Linked DNA regions of Mus musculus: region 1 is linked to region 2. The links are chromatin contacts, called in public HiChIP or PLAC-seq maps. All regions are on one chromosome and are shown on one strand. Each heading gives the region's core, a stretch centred on a gene start, on an enhancer-like site or on the middle of the called end of the contact. The rest is flanking DNA. Distances are from core to core; before and after follow the strand shown.

Region 1 (6,902 bases), core at 2,453-4,952, 230 kb before region 2:
CTTTAACATTTTAATATCTTCTTTCTTCTGAATTATTAATTTCAGCAAAGTCTCCTTTAAGCCTGGTGAATTTTTTTCCTAAGGCCCTGTTTTTCAAAAAGACATAGCAAACTAAAATGCTTTTTAGGATAAGAATGAAACTTAATATCACAATAACTATAAAGTGTCATGTTTTAATTTTCCCTGTCTCTTCTTTCTGTCTTCCTTGAACCTCTTAGAATGGAAGTATACAAAGCCCAAAAGGTCTTTACTATGTTTTACTCCTTTATATGTTTTGTTTCTTTAAAATTATCAATTTCAATATATTTATACCTATGATGTTTTATATTTAGTTCCTTTTACTTTTAGCACAAAAGTGTGATTTTTAAACAATTTTACCTGATTGGGAGGTCTGTTCTTTGAGTTCTGCTTCCGTGTTTGTGTTATCAGCAGTTCCACCTCATTCTTTCAGCTCACAGAGAAGAGGTGTGTTTCTGCCTTTTACCTGTAATTTGGAATACCTTACTCAATTCTAATTCTTCAACCATTCTGGGAAGTTGTAGGGTTAAAAGTATTGGCTTCTTAGGTCAGCACGCATCTATCCAGAAGTAGCCCCTTTGGTCCCATCTAGTTACCTGGCTTTGCCCCATTTAGGTAGACTCTTAGCCTGCAGGAGTAGCTTGGTTAGCTACCTAAGGCTCTTATGCCTGAGGCAGTGGCCAGAAAAGCTACAGAGTTGTCAAGTAACCTTTCCTATGTAAATAGCTGGGATTTCATATGCAATCCCGTGTTTGACTCTTTCCTCTGTGGCCTCAAGTCACTGCTTGGTCCATTTGACCCTGGCCAAAGATCCTGTCCCCATGGTTTGCAGAGGCCCAAGTTCTTTACCAGATCCCTGACCTCTACTAAGTGGCAGAGCCAGCCAGTCCTTTAGAGAAAATCTCAGAGAGATTGCCTTTGCTAAACTGTTAAATTTTGCTGAGAGTGTTAGTTTAAGCTTTGCTAAGAGTGTTAACTTAAATTTTCCCTCTAAAATATTTTTGTTTTAAGACCTGAGTATGAATTTTAAGAGTATGGATAGCATGCCCCATGTTGGGCGCCATATTAATAAATGAATTATTCTTCATATAAGTGTAAACAGTGAATTAATCTGGCAACTGTATTTCTTTACTTTATGCTAGTCCCCAATGACCACACAGAGCAACCAATATTTATTTTAAAATCCACCTCAATAGCTGAGCATTTAAATGATTGACCTTAGCTTCCTATGCTAATCTGGCTACCACCCAGCCCCATCCCAGAATACTTGCATAGTATTCTTGATCTGGCTCTTTGGGCTTCAGCTGTGTTTCCATGATCTCTCCCTGTACCTCTTTCTCATGGTTCCAAATTCCATCCTCCTGAGGGATCTGATTCTCCCCTTCTCCCTTCTCCTTCCTCTGGTTGGCGGAAGTCCCGCCCTATTCTCTATTCTTCCCAGCTATTGGGTGATCAGCAATTATTGACAAAGCAGAGAATAAATGGTAAGAACTGTTTACACAAACTTGAGACAGGAAATTCTTGGTATAAGCATTACAATGCTGAGTCTGGATTGAAACCAGATATGAGGTCAGAGAAATCAGCATTTGAATAATGCAAAGATAAAATTTATACAATGTACAAAAACATTATGCCTACACAAATGTGTCATTTAACCCAGGCTGGACTAAGTATCTTTATGTAGCTGAGGATGACCTTGAATTCCTGACCCTTCTGCCTTTACCTCCCAAGTGCTAGGACTATACCACCAAGCCAGGTTTAATTTTATTTTTTATTTTTTATTTTTTGGTTTTATGAGACAGGATCTCTCTGCAACACCCTCAAATTCACTTTATAGACCAGTCTGGCCTTGAACTTACAGAATTCCACCTGTCACAGAACTCCACCTGTCTCTCCCTTCAGAGCATGAATTAAAAGCATGCACTACCACACTCAGCTTCAAGCCAGATGTTATTGTTAGTTTTGTTTCTATCTATCTATCTATCTATCTATCTATCTATCTATCTATCTACCTACCTACCTATCATTTGTCTATCTATCCAGAGTGTGTGTGTGTCCCTGTGCCATGATATACATGTGGCAGTCAAAGGACAACTTTTGAGAGTCACTTTCTTCTACCATATGGCTTGGTAGTAGACATCTTTGCCTGCTGAGCAATCTCACCAACTTGCTCATTTCAAATAAATAAATAGATTTCTTCTATTTCCTCCTAATGTCCTCATTATTTTTTAGGCTCCATTCTGGAAATACTATCCCTAGCATATTACAAAAAGAAACAAATAAGGAAATTATTTTCAGCAGGATGTAATGATGCATATCAATAACCCCAGCCTGTGGTGGACTGAGGTGGAAGGGTTGAGAGTTCAAGGCCAGCCTGGATTGCACAGCAAGAACCTGTCTCGAAAATAAATAAATAAATAGATAGATAGATAGATAGATAGATAGATAGATAGATAGATAGATAAATTCCTCGGATGGATTTGTCCGATATTTTTCTCCTGGTTTCTCATGACACTGGGATTACAAAAAGGGGTCCCAGAGGAAGGAATCCTGACCCTATCATTCCCGTGGTTTTGCCTTTTGTCAGAAATGCAGTCGGAGCCACAGCTTCTCAGGTCCACTTCTCTCTGCTAGTGATATACAGGGGAAGCTCCTCCAGGCCTCATAGCTCATTTTATCACTAAAAACATTCCATTCTCTGTATGCACAGCTCACGTCTCCATTCATCTCTGAAGGGCATGTCAGTTGCTCCCCCATCCTGACAGTTATGGAGAGAGTAGCTATCAGCCTCTGTGTGCAGGATTTTATGTGGCCATCCCAGTGAATGGGTGCAATTATTTCGTTACGCGGTAAGAGTATATAGCATTTCCTATGACATCCCTGAGCTGCCTTCCCAACTCACTGGGCCATTTTACCATTTCTCTAGCAACAAATGTGGTCCTGTTGCTCTGTAGCAACAAGAGACTTAAGTGTTATTTTTGTCATTGGGGCAAAAACTATTGCCCTGACTCCAATAATGTTGAGCCTGATGCCCCGGCTAAAGTATTTGTCAGGTTTCTCCCATGGTAAATTCCATTTCCCTTCCCCACACCATAGCTGTGTTGTGTGTGTTAGGAAGATGTCAGAATGTGCAGCGCACACTTAAGGATTAGAATCATACTTCGTGTCGCTGAGTGTGCAGTGTCTACATAAGTTTCTTGGAAGTCTTCCTACATGGGAGACTTGTCCTTTCCCCATTTATTTATTTGTTCAGTTGTTTATTTATATTAGTTCAGACTCGTGGATATTTGTTTTATTCTTTGGATTACTATCAAGAAATGTTTTTATGTTGTTGCTCATGGCCTCCTCGGCTGGCCATCAGGGACTTTATCAGTTGGTCCCTGTGTTTCTGTTACTCCAGTGACCGTGAGTGACAGTAATTCACCTAAACAAAAGAAGCCCTCTGGAGGAACCTCGGTAATATTTGTGTTTCTAAGATCAAAAAGTCTGAGGACGTCCAGGGATTCCTTACCCATGCTGGTTTCAGGTACGTTTGGTTCTAGGCGCTGCGGTCCTGGTGGAATCCCTGAACGTCACACTCTTCCACTCTTGGAAATATCTCCCTTCTCTGTGTCCAGACCTATCTGAAACCCAGGGATCCCCAAAATGAAACTCGGCCCTCTGTCTTTCCAGAAAACGCCACGGCGGGGCGCCCTGCGCACGGGGTGCATTCCAGCCGGCCGCGAGCGTTGCAAAGGACTGGGCGTCTGGGCTCGCTCAGTCGGGTCCCCGCGGAGCCCCGGCCTCGCCCGACCCCGGCGACCTGCCTCACCCCTGGGTCTGCGGCGTCTCTCTGGGCCACGTCCGTGCGTTGTGACGCCTAGAACAGAGGGATGGCGGCGAGAGTGGTCCGCGGGCTCCACTCCCCTGGACGCCCTCCCGCCCTCCGCCGACCATTCCCACAGAGAGCAACCGGGCCTTCCCGGCCCAGACGCCGCCCTTCTCTCGCTTTCCTCGGTCCGGCTTTCTCGGCAGGGCAGACCCTTAGCCAGCGAACTAAAAGCCAGCGATAAACAGCTGCAGCTGGAGACCTGGCTAATTGATACAATAAGTTCTGTAATTGCCTCGAAAATAAGGTAATGATTTGGCAGAGGGAATGCTTTGATCTTATCAGCCCAGAGAGATCTCTCCAAGGAAAATTCAGGGACTTGGTTGGAGGCTTCCAATTTGAAGTGCAATGCCGAGGGCCAGCCTGATCCCCACCCCACCCCTCCCCCACGTTCCCTATGTCCTTCTGCAAGTTCTGGGCTTTTCAAGAAGGGATTGCCAAGTCCTAAAATGACCGAAAAGTACACACAATTAGGCCGTGAGATATGCGTTGAAGAGGGGTAGATTCTGGACTGTTCGGGAACAGGGGAATAGCTGAAATGCATAATCCAGTTCTGGAAAGCCTGCAGAAGAGACTGGAATGGAGGTGGGAGGCAAGCTTGGCTCAAACCTCAGCCTTTTTTTTTTTTTTTTTTTTTAAACACAGGGAGGCTTGCTGACTTGGCCTTTACTCGAAGGAGGGGGTCCAGAGGAGAGAACCTTGTGTGCCCTGCCTTTCCAAGAACACACACACACACACACACACACACACACACACACACACATACACACACACAAATACGCACACACACACACACACACACACACACACACACACACACACACACGGCACTGTGGGTGTCCTTGCCTGGCAGAGGCTCCAGCACAAAGAGGATTAGAGAGATGAGCTAATCTGGTTTGTATCCCAGACATGGCCCCAGAAAGGGACCCTGTCTACACTGATGTTTAAGGGAGTGGAGTAGTGACGAATCTTGCTTTGAGGGCCTTGCTGGCTGACACTAACAGGGACTCTCCCCATTGGCGTCCTTAAGACGCTCGAGTCCAGGCTTCAGGGTCAAATTTAGAAGCAGAGGCAGAGGCCTTGGGCATAACAGGATGGCGTATGCTAAAGGAAGAAGAGATAAAGACAGAGGACGTTCCACAGCAGAAAGTTGCTCTCCATCCTCTCCATCTACTCTAGTCCCAGTGTGGGGAAACTGAGGCCCAACGTGGGGAAGTGACTTACAGTATTGTAAATAGTGCCTAAGTTCTGCATTGAGTTGAAGGTAGGAAGCATTTTGTTTTTAAATCTTTTCTGGCCCTTGTACTGCAGGAGCTGAGGGTAGAATAAAGTCATGCACCAGAGAACGTATAGAGGCAGGTCCTGGAGAGAGTCAGAAAGCCAGACACCGAGAAACAGATGGAGACGAGAGAGAAAAGAAAGAAGAACATGGGTCACAACTGTGCATCCCTCTCTCTCCCTTTCTCCCTCTGTCTCTGTCTCTGTCTGTCTGTCTGTCTGTCTGTCTGTCTGTCTCTCCCCTCTCTCTGAAGAGAAGGGGGCAAGGGAGAGACCGACAGAGGAATAGGGAGACAGAGACAGACAGAAGGCCAACCAGGAGATAGCCAAGTGGCAGAACTGAGAAAGAGGGGCAGACAAATATCTAGACAGAAATAAAAGCCAGACCAGTGAGACCAGGAAACAAAGCTAGAAAGCGGGCTAGGGCTAGACACGGAATCACAAGCTTGAGAGAATGGTACCCCAGAGAGGAGATGGGGAGAAAGCCTGAGAGCTGAGGAAGGTCATGTGAGAGGGGGTGACAGTGGGTCTGCGGATTTGGGCTCACTGGGAGCAATCTAACATCCGGATCAGCCTGGGGCCTAGAACAGACATCAGGCAAGAATGAGAGCTCAGTGCTTAGCCTACGTGGTTCAGGCACATTGGGGGAAAGGTTGAAGGTAAAATGGGAACCTGCCTTTGAGGAGGTCAGTGATCACCCAGGATCCCAGTAGCACACCCCGGGCCACCTGCCCAGAATGGCCCTCGGCCTGTCCACTGCCTGGCTCCAGGCTCCTCACAGCTCAAGTGCTAAAAGGCTCCAGCCCACCCTGAAGCTCTCATCTCCCTTGTTTCCTTTCCTGGTGTCTCTTCTCCTTTTTGGTTCTCTGGGGACATTTGCTCTGTTTAGCCACTTACTAATTGAGAGGAATGCTGTGCCATCGAGCCCCCCCTCCATGGGGCTGGATGTTCCTTTTTCCTGTGGCCCCACCACCCCCAAGCTTGATTGGCCTAGCCTCTTTGAGACAGTTCCACGCCTCGCCTGAGAGCTCATAAATACCAAGCAGAGGCCACTGAGGCTGTGTAACAAGCCAAGAACCCCATGGCATTCTCCTTTAAAACCTTTGGGTTCTTCTCAGGCTCCCCTCTTGTCCCCAGTCACCTGGGGTGGTGTAGCAGGGCAGGAGGTGGGGCATCGGGCATGGTGTGAACCTGGCCCCAATTCAAAAGAGATCTGCCTTAGTTTGCAAAGAAATCCCAGGAAAGGCATTTGGGGGCCCCCCGCCCCTCCTGTACTCAGCAAGGAATTCCTTGACTTTCATCCAACACCTCCAGCCCCTTCTTGGCCTTTCTCTCTCTGCTCATTACCATCCACACCTCCCACCCACCAGGAAGGAGGAGGTCATCACCAACCAGGGCCCAAGGAAAGGGGGCTTTCTGGAAGACAGGCCAGGGTGGAGTTAGGGTGTTCACACACCCCAGCTCCCCTTAACTCATCTCCACTCCCATCTGAAGGCCAGTGACAATCTAAAGCCACTCAGCCAGTGACAGTCTAAAGCCACTGAGCCATATAAAGCTGAACACAAGGTGGAGGGGGGATCTGAACCCTGCGTGGTCTCAGTAGAGATCAGAGCACAAAGTGAGCTATCGAAGCTGGGCGTGGAATCTTCTTTTTTTACACCCATTTTGAAAAGGACAGGAGACTAGGGTGCCGCTGAGAGCTGATCTGGAAGCTGTCTGCAGAAGGTTCCAAGGGATT
Region 2 (7,506 bases), core at 3,521-6,020:
CCTATGTTGGTTATTTTTGCACAGCCATGACCAACATATTTGATAGAAAACAAGATAAAGAAGAGAGGATTGAATTTGGTCCCTCGTTTCAGAAGGACTTCAAATGAGTGTGGAAGGGGCAGGGTTTAGAATGAGAGTGGGGCAGGAGACAACCTGTCTGTAGGAGCAGCCTCTTCACCTAGTGTGACCAGGAGGCAGAGAAAGCTAGATCAGAATCAGTGTCAAGTAGTGTCAAAGGCCAGGCATAGTGGCCTACTTCCCCCTAGCCAGACCCTAGTTCCCAAAGGATCCAAGTCTCCCAAACAGCAGCACAAGCTGGGGATACGCATTCAAAACATGAACCTGAGGGCATGGAAGCCAACGCTCAGCCCGAGTTCAGAGTTGTTGTTGTTGTTCCTCCTCCTCTTCTGTTTATACAAAAGAATAGGATTTTTATGTTTTAGTTAAAACTGAAAAGTTCACATATTGCCCGGGGGGAGGGGGTTGAGTCTGGTCCCCCTCCCCACCATTTTGTCTCAGCTACTAATCTGTGAAGGTAACATGGCCATTTGTCATGTGGCAGTGCTGACCTTGCTGGGCCATAGGCCCATGGTATAGGCCAGCATTTACTTCCTGCACCTGGCTGGTTAGACCTGTTGATGCTTCTCCTACTTGGCCCTCAGTTCTATATGCCAGATGCGGCACTTGTTGCCAGCAAGGCTTAATTTTCTTTTTCTTTCTCCCTGTGAACCACACTCACCTCCAGACAAGTCAGAGATGAGGGGAATGGATGTCATCACAAACAATAGCACAAACACATTGTTGTTGTGTTTATTATTATTATTATTATTATTATTATTTATTAATTTTTAGAAAAATAATCTCTTATCCTAGAAATTTTGAAAGCTAACTGTCTTAATCAGGGTTTCTATTCCTGCACAAACATCATGACCAAGAAGCAAGTTGGGGAGGAAAGGGTTTATTTAGCTTACACTTCCACGTTGCTGTTCATCACCAAAGGAAGTCAGGACTGGTACTCAAGCAGGTCAGGAAGCAGGAGCTGAAGCAGAGGCCATGGAGGGATATTACTTACTGGCTTGCTTCCCCAGGCTTGCTCAGCTTGCTCTCTTATAGAACCCAAGACTACCAGCCCAGGGATGGCACCACCCACAATGGGCCCTCCCCGATTGATCACTAATTGAGAAAATGCCTTACAGCTAGATATCACGGAGGAATTTCCTTACCTGAAGCTCCTTTCTCTATGATAACTCCAGCCTATGTCAAGCTGACACACAAAACCAGCTAGTACACTGACAAATCATATCTTTTTCTTTCTTTTTGAAAAACAGGATTGTGGGCCAAGGAGATAGCTTAATGGACAAAGCATTTGCTATATGACCCTGAGGATCTGTGTTCAGATCCCCGGAACCATGTAAAAAGCTGGAAGTGGAGCCAGCAAGATGGCTTAGCAGGGTTAAGGAACTTGCTGCCAAGCCTGAGGACCAGAGTTCAAACCCCGTGAACCCCACAGTGGAAGGAAGAACCAACTCCTGCAGGTTGTCTTGACTTCCACATATGCTGTGGCACATATGTGCCACACAGATACAAAACAAATAAAATGCAATACTAGTAATTATTAAAAGTTGGATACAATAGCACAGGTGTCTATGAGTATGTCCCTAAGGGTATGACAGAGGGAGAGATGAAGCATCACTGGGGCTCACACGACTGCTAATCTAGCTAGGCAGAAGTAAACCACAGGAGAGACCTTGTCTCAGTGGCTCTCCAACCTCAACCTGCATTCCATGGAACACTCACTCACACACAGTGACAGGCACAGAACACTCACTCACACACAGTGACACTCTCGGAACACTCACTCACACGCAGTGACAAGCACATGTAACATTCTGATTCTTTTCTACTGCATCCTAACCTCACCTCTGCATGAAGCAGCAGCAGAGAGCATCCAGCAAAGAGCTGCCTGTTCCCACCAAGGCAGGGAATCTTTCTGTTCATGCCCGCCCCTAAGGAGTTCACGTTCAAGTAAGCAATCTTAAGTAGAGTGATACTGTGAAACAGGCTCCTTCTTGCTTACTATCTCCATTCTAGAGAGACCATTTGTGCAAGCTTGGTAAATGACATGACTAGGATTTCAGTTCAAGTCTGTGTGACTGAATAGTTTCACCCACTTTAGGTGGCCAGAAGTTCTTGTCCATTTTTCCTTCTGGTGATCCTGTCTCCTCTACTGCTAATGTCATAAGTCATTACCCCTTCCCTGGATGGCAAAATTTCCTGGTAATAGCTTCTTAGTCTTGTTGCCTTCAGTCCCACTTCTTCTCCTTCTTCCTCTTCTTCCTCTTCCTCTTCATCTCCATCTCCTCCTCCTTCTTTTCCTTCTTTTTCTTCTCCTCTTCCTCCTCCTCCATTATTTATTTCATTTATATGAGTACTCTGTAGCTGTCTTCAGACACACCAGAAGAGGGCATCAGATCCCATTATAAATGGTTGTGAGCCACCATGTGGTTGCTGAGAATTGAACTCAGGACCTCTGGAAGAGCAGTCAGTGCTCTTTACCACTGAGTCATCTCTCCAGCCCCTCCAGTCCACTTCTACATCACTGTCAAAGTCTTCAAAAGCAGAAGTCAACCAGGCTGCTCTTTGTGCCATGATACCAACATCACACTGCTCAAAAAAAAAAAAATGTTCATGCCTCTCAGGTCTCTGCCTATCTGTCTTTCTGTCCTCATGATTTCATGCCCACCCCTACCTCTAAACTCCAGTCCTACTGACTCCCTACCTGAGTTTCCCCAAGCTACTCTTGGGGAAGTGGTTTAACTACCCTGGGTCCCATAGTTCCTCATTTGTAAAGGAAATTTTGCTCCATAGGACTATGGCAGGCAGTAAATGAAAGAATACTTCAACAAAGTCTCGTAACTAAATCTGCTGTGCTCACATATCCTGTAAGAATGATGGTGTCACTGTAACTGCAGTTGGGGCAGCCTCCTCTTCTTCACTTAGCAAACCCTAGGCAACTCTCAGGGCTCACCTTTCTACCGTCCTGTCTTTACAGACATCCGAGATTAGAACCTGAATAACACAGCCTTTCAGGGGAGATTCAGTTCTTAGTCAACCTGTCTGTCTTACTCTTCCTGTACCTGAAGACCCAGGATTCCAAACACTGTGTCTCACTGACTTCGTTTCTTGGCACACAGAACAACATCTGGTTCCTGGCCTGTGCTCAGGACATGTTCAGCTCGTGAGTAAGCAGGGTAGTGTGGTCCCAAATGAAGGGATTGGATATTCGGATAGGGGATAACTATAGTCATCACCCCTGCTGGGGTATAGATTCTTTGCACAGTGCATGGACATTTATGCTTCCCACCCCTGGAAAAGAGGCTGCTAATCTCCCGTCATTCCACCCTCCTAGCAAAGCCTCCACCCCCCACCCCAACATCTGGCTCAGCCTGATGAAATGATGGATTACTGAGTCCCTTCAGCATGCCCAGTTAAAGCCACTGCCCACAGCTGTTTGAATTTCATCAGAACTGTTGGCAACCTTTCTGCCCAGCCCCCAAAGCCCACAGCTAGTAGGGAAATTTCAGTGAACAACCTTCAGATCAGCTGCAGTCTGTTTGTAGCTTCTTTTTAATCCAACAATCTTCTAATTTCCAAGCACAGATGAGTCAGATGAGAACCAGGAAGGGAGCTATACACCCAAGGTCCCCAGAGATGCATGCTCTCCTTCTGAGAAAAGCTGAATTTCCTGGAGGAGATATGTGTTAATTACCTTTTTCATTACTGTGATGAAATACATAACAAAATGACTTAAGGAAGAAAGAGTTGGTTTTTGGCTTACAGTTTGAGGGAGTAGCGCCGCAGCAGGAACGCAGCAAGAGCAGCTAGTCACACTGCATCCACCGTCAGGAAGGACACACAGAGAAAGATGAATGCTGGGGCTCCACACTCTTGCTACTTTGTATTCAGTCTGAAACATTCAGAGCAGGTGTTCCCTCCTCAGTTTCCTTTGTTAGAAACAGCCTCACTGCTCTTCCTAAGGTCCTGAGTTCAAATTCCAGCAACCACATGGTGGCTCAAACCATCTGCCCTCTTCTGGTGTGTCTGAAGACAGCTACAGTGCACTTAAATATAATCCCAAATAAATCTAAAAAAAACAAAAGAAGAGCCGGGTGTGGTGGTGCACGCCTTTAATCCCAGCACTCGGGAGGCAGAGGCAGGTGAATTTCTGAGTTTGAGGCCAGCCTGATCTACAAAATGAGTTCCAGGACAGCCAGGGCTATACAGAGAAACCCTGTATCGAAAAAACAAAAACAAAAACAAAAAAAAGAAGAAAGAAACAGCCTCATAGACATGGCCAGAGGTATGTTTCCATCGAGATTTATTTAATTTGTTCAAGTTGACAATGAAAACTGGCCATAACTGTCTTAGTTAGGGTTTTACTGCTGTGAACAGACACCATGACCAAGGCAATTCTTATAAGGACAACATTTCACTGGGGCTGACTTACAGGTTCAGAGCTTCAGCCCATGATCATCAAGGCAGGAGCATGGCAGCATCTAGGCAGGCATGGTACAGAAGGAGCTGAGAGCTCTACATCTTCATCTGAAGTCTATTAGCAGAATACTGACTTCCAGGTAGCTAGGATGATGACATTAAAGCCCACACCCAGAGTGACACACCTATTCCAAACAGTCTACATCTCCTAACAGTGCCACTCCCTGGGCAAGCATGTGCAAACTATCCTAGTTCCTAGTGACTCAGTGACGGGAGCTGACAGGGAAAATAAAAGCCCTTCCGCATTCAGGTCTGCAAACATCTAACTCAGCTCTGTTCTTCCAACCGGAGACCTTCAGAGGTCTCACTGATGCCCTCTATTCCTGCCCTGATGAACCTGGGTGTCCACATACTGTTGGCCTCTACAGAAAGACCATGGCTGGGGGCCTGTGAGATGGACATTGAAAGTGCTTGTTGCTCAAGCCTGATAACCTTACTTTGATTCTTGGGTTCCATGGTGATAGGAGGACCAGCTCCTGAAAGTTGCCCTCTGACCTCCAAATACATATCTAAAAAACAATCTATATCTATCTATCTATCTATCTATCTATCTATCTATCTATCTATCTACCTATCTTAAATTAGAAGGACTAGGACTGGGGAGATGGCTCAGTGGTTAAGAATACTGGTTGTGCTAGGAGTGGTGGACTTTAATCCCAGCATTTGGGAGGCAGAGGCAGGTCGATCTCTGAGGCCAGCCTGGTCTACAGAACAAGTTCCAGGTCAGCCAGGCTACACAGAGAAATTCTGTCTCAGAAAGAAAGAATGGAAGGAAGGAAGGAAGGAAGGAAGGAAGGAAGGGAGGGAGGAAGAAAGGAAGGAAGGAAGGAAGGAAGGAAGGAAGGAAGGAAGGAAGGAAGGAAGGAAGGAAGAGAAAAAGAAAATAGGGGGAGAAAAAAGGGAAAAAGAATTCTGGTTGCTCTTCCAGATGACCTGGGTTCAACTCTCTGTACACATGGTGACCCATAACTGTCGGTAACTCTAGCTCCTTGGAAATCCGTAGCTTTTCCAGGTACCAGGCATGTAAGTAGTGCACATACATGCTGTACTGGCTAGTTTTGTGTCAACTTGACACAGCTGGAGTTATCACAGAGAAAGGAGCTTCAGTTGAGGAAATGCCTCCATGAGATGCAATTGTAAGGCATTTTCTCAATTAGTGATCAAGGGGGAAAGGCCCCTTGTGGGTGGGACCATCTCAGGGCTGGTAGTCTTGGTTCTATAAGAAAGCAGGCTGAGCAAGCCAGGTGAGGCAAGCCAGTAAAGAACATCCCTCCATGGCCTCTGCATCAGCTCCTGCTCCCTGACCTGCTTGAGTTCCAGTCCTGACTTCCTTTGGTGATGAACAGCAGCATGGAAGTGTAAGCCGAATAAACCCTTTCCTCCCCAACTTGCTTCTTGGTCATGATGTTTGTGCAGGAATAGAAACCCTGACTAAGACAAATTGGTACCAGCAGAGTGGGGTATTCCTGTGACAACCTGACCATGTTTTGGGGAGGTCTGTGGAAGGACTTTGGAACTTTGGTCTTGAAGATCCATTTGTTGTTAAGAGCTCTGTGGGATGTTGTGTAGGAGCTTGGAAGATAATGTTGAGAACAGTGCAGAAGATGGAGGCCTGGCTTGTGAAATTTCAGAGGGAAAATTAAAGACTCTTTTCAGGGCCATTGCTGTTTTGATTGTGAAGATTCTGTAGTTCTGGTTAGCTGGGGCTGAAGAATCAGCTGTGATTAACAAGATACCAGAACTACTGAAGCAAAAGCTTTGCATTACTGGGACTATTGATGCTGGTTAGCTGGAGCTAAGAAATTAGCGGTGATTAAGAAGAGACCAGCATCATTGAGGTGACATCTTCTGGGAAGTGTTTTCTGAGAGCACAGTGGCTGTGTTCCAGATATAGCCAAAGTTGTACCTTGTGCTGTGGCTGGACTTGGTAATGTGTAAGAGTCACCCAGGTGGTACTGGTTTTGAAGGCATGAAGGAGTTGAGCAGAACAGCTGAGGCTTGGCACTGTGAGAGGCCATGGAAGGCCATTGGTGAAAGTCCAGCCTCATTTGCAATTGATGGCCCAGGACTGAAGGGGTCATGCAGTGTTTTGGAGATGCCAGTACCATGAGATGACCACCAAGAACAGCAGCAGCAGTGGAGTACAGGCATCTGGAGCCTAGAGGATGACGCGTGTGCTACAAAGGGCCTGGCTGGAGAAGTGACCCAAGCCCTTGGAGGAGCCCAGAAGATTGTGAGTTGGATCCCAGACATTGGACAGTTGGAGATTGACTTTTGCTTTTGATTGTGACTGTGCCCTGATATTTTCCCTCTTGAAGGAAGAAACTGTTTTAGTGGAGCCCACAGTTAAGAGACTTTTAATTGTAAAAAGACTTTGAATTTTAAAAGAGATGGATATTTTAAAGAGATTGAAAATTTAAGAATATGTAAAGACTGTGGGACTTTTAAAGTTATTTAGAATGGGGATGAATAAGATTGTAAGGGTTGAGGCTTACTAGTGATGTTTTTGTGTGTCAAGTTGACAAGGGGTCAATTGTACTGGCTAGTTTTGTGTCAACTTGACACAGCTGGAGTTATCACAGAGAAAGGAGCTTCAGTTGAGGAAATGCCTCCATGAGATGCAATTGTAAGGCATTTTCTCAATTAGTGATCAAGGGGGAAAGGCCCCTTGTGGGTGGGACCATCTCAGGGCTGGTAGTCTTGGTTCTATAAGAAAGCAGGCTGAGCAAGCCAGGTGAGGCAAGCCAGTAAAGAACATCCCTCCATGGCCTCTGCATCAGCTCCTACTCCCTGACCTGCTTGAGTTCCAGTCCTGACTTCCTTTGGTAATGAACAGCAGCATGGAAGTGTAAGCCGAATAAACCCTTTCCTCCCCAACTTGCTTCTTGGTCATGATGTTTGTGCAGGAATAGAAACCCTGACTAAGACACATGCAGACAAAACACCTACACA

What was found. HiChIP or PLAC-seq counts read pairs in DNA pulled down with a chosen protein or histone mark.
Region 1: a FOXA1 HiChIP or PLAC-seq map of pancreatic cancer cells shows a contact between it and region 2. The contact joins two enhancer-like sites. A contact is called at or near these places in 2 of 39 promoter capture datasets (the C10 cell line and embryonic stem cells), 1 of 15 datasets of contacts at CTCF or cohesin (embryonic stem cells), 2 of 484 Hi-C or Micro-C datasets (bone marrow-derived macrophages and natural killer cells), 7 of 115 datasets of contacts at active chromatin or transcription factors (bone marrow-derived macrophages, embryonic stem cells, microglia and 2 more) and 2 of 9 other capture datasets (adipose tissue and liver).

Annotation. Positions count from the first base shown.
Region 1 is chr3:104,964,976-104,971,877 of GRCm38.p6, reverse strand. No RefSeq gene overlaps it. Among named protein-coding and RNA genes, the nearest start is that of Wnt2b, 6.7 kb to the right of the region's middle. Within about 2 kb of position 3,702, at least 231 of the 459 cell types and tissues checked have an H3K27ac peak or open chromatin away from gene starts, as enhancers often do. A contact at or near this core is called in pancreatic cancer cells, where this site is marked.
Region 2 is chr3:104,739,360-104,746,865 of GRCm38.p6, reverse strand. No RefSeq gene overlaps it. Among named protein-coding and RNA genes, the nearest start is that of Tafa3, 34 kb to the left of the region's middle. Within about 2 kb of position 4,770, at least 32 of the 459 cell types and tissues checked have an H3K27ac peak or open chromatin away from gene starts, as enhancers often do. A contact at or near this core is called in pancreatic cancer cells, where this site is marked.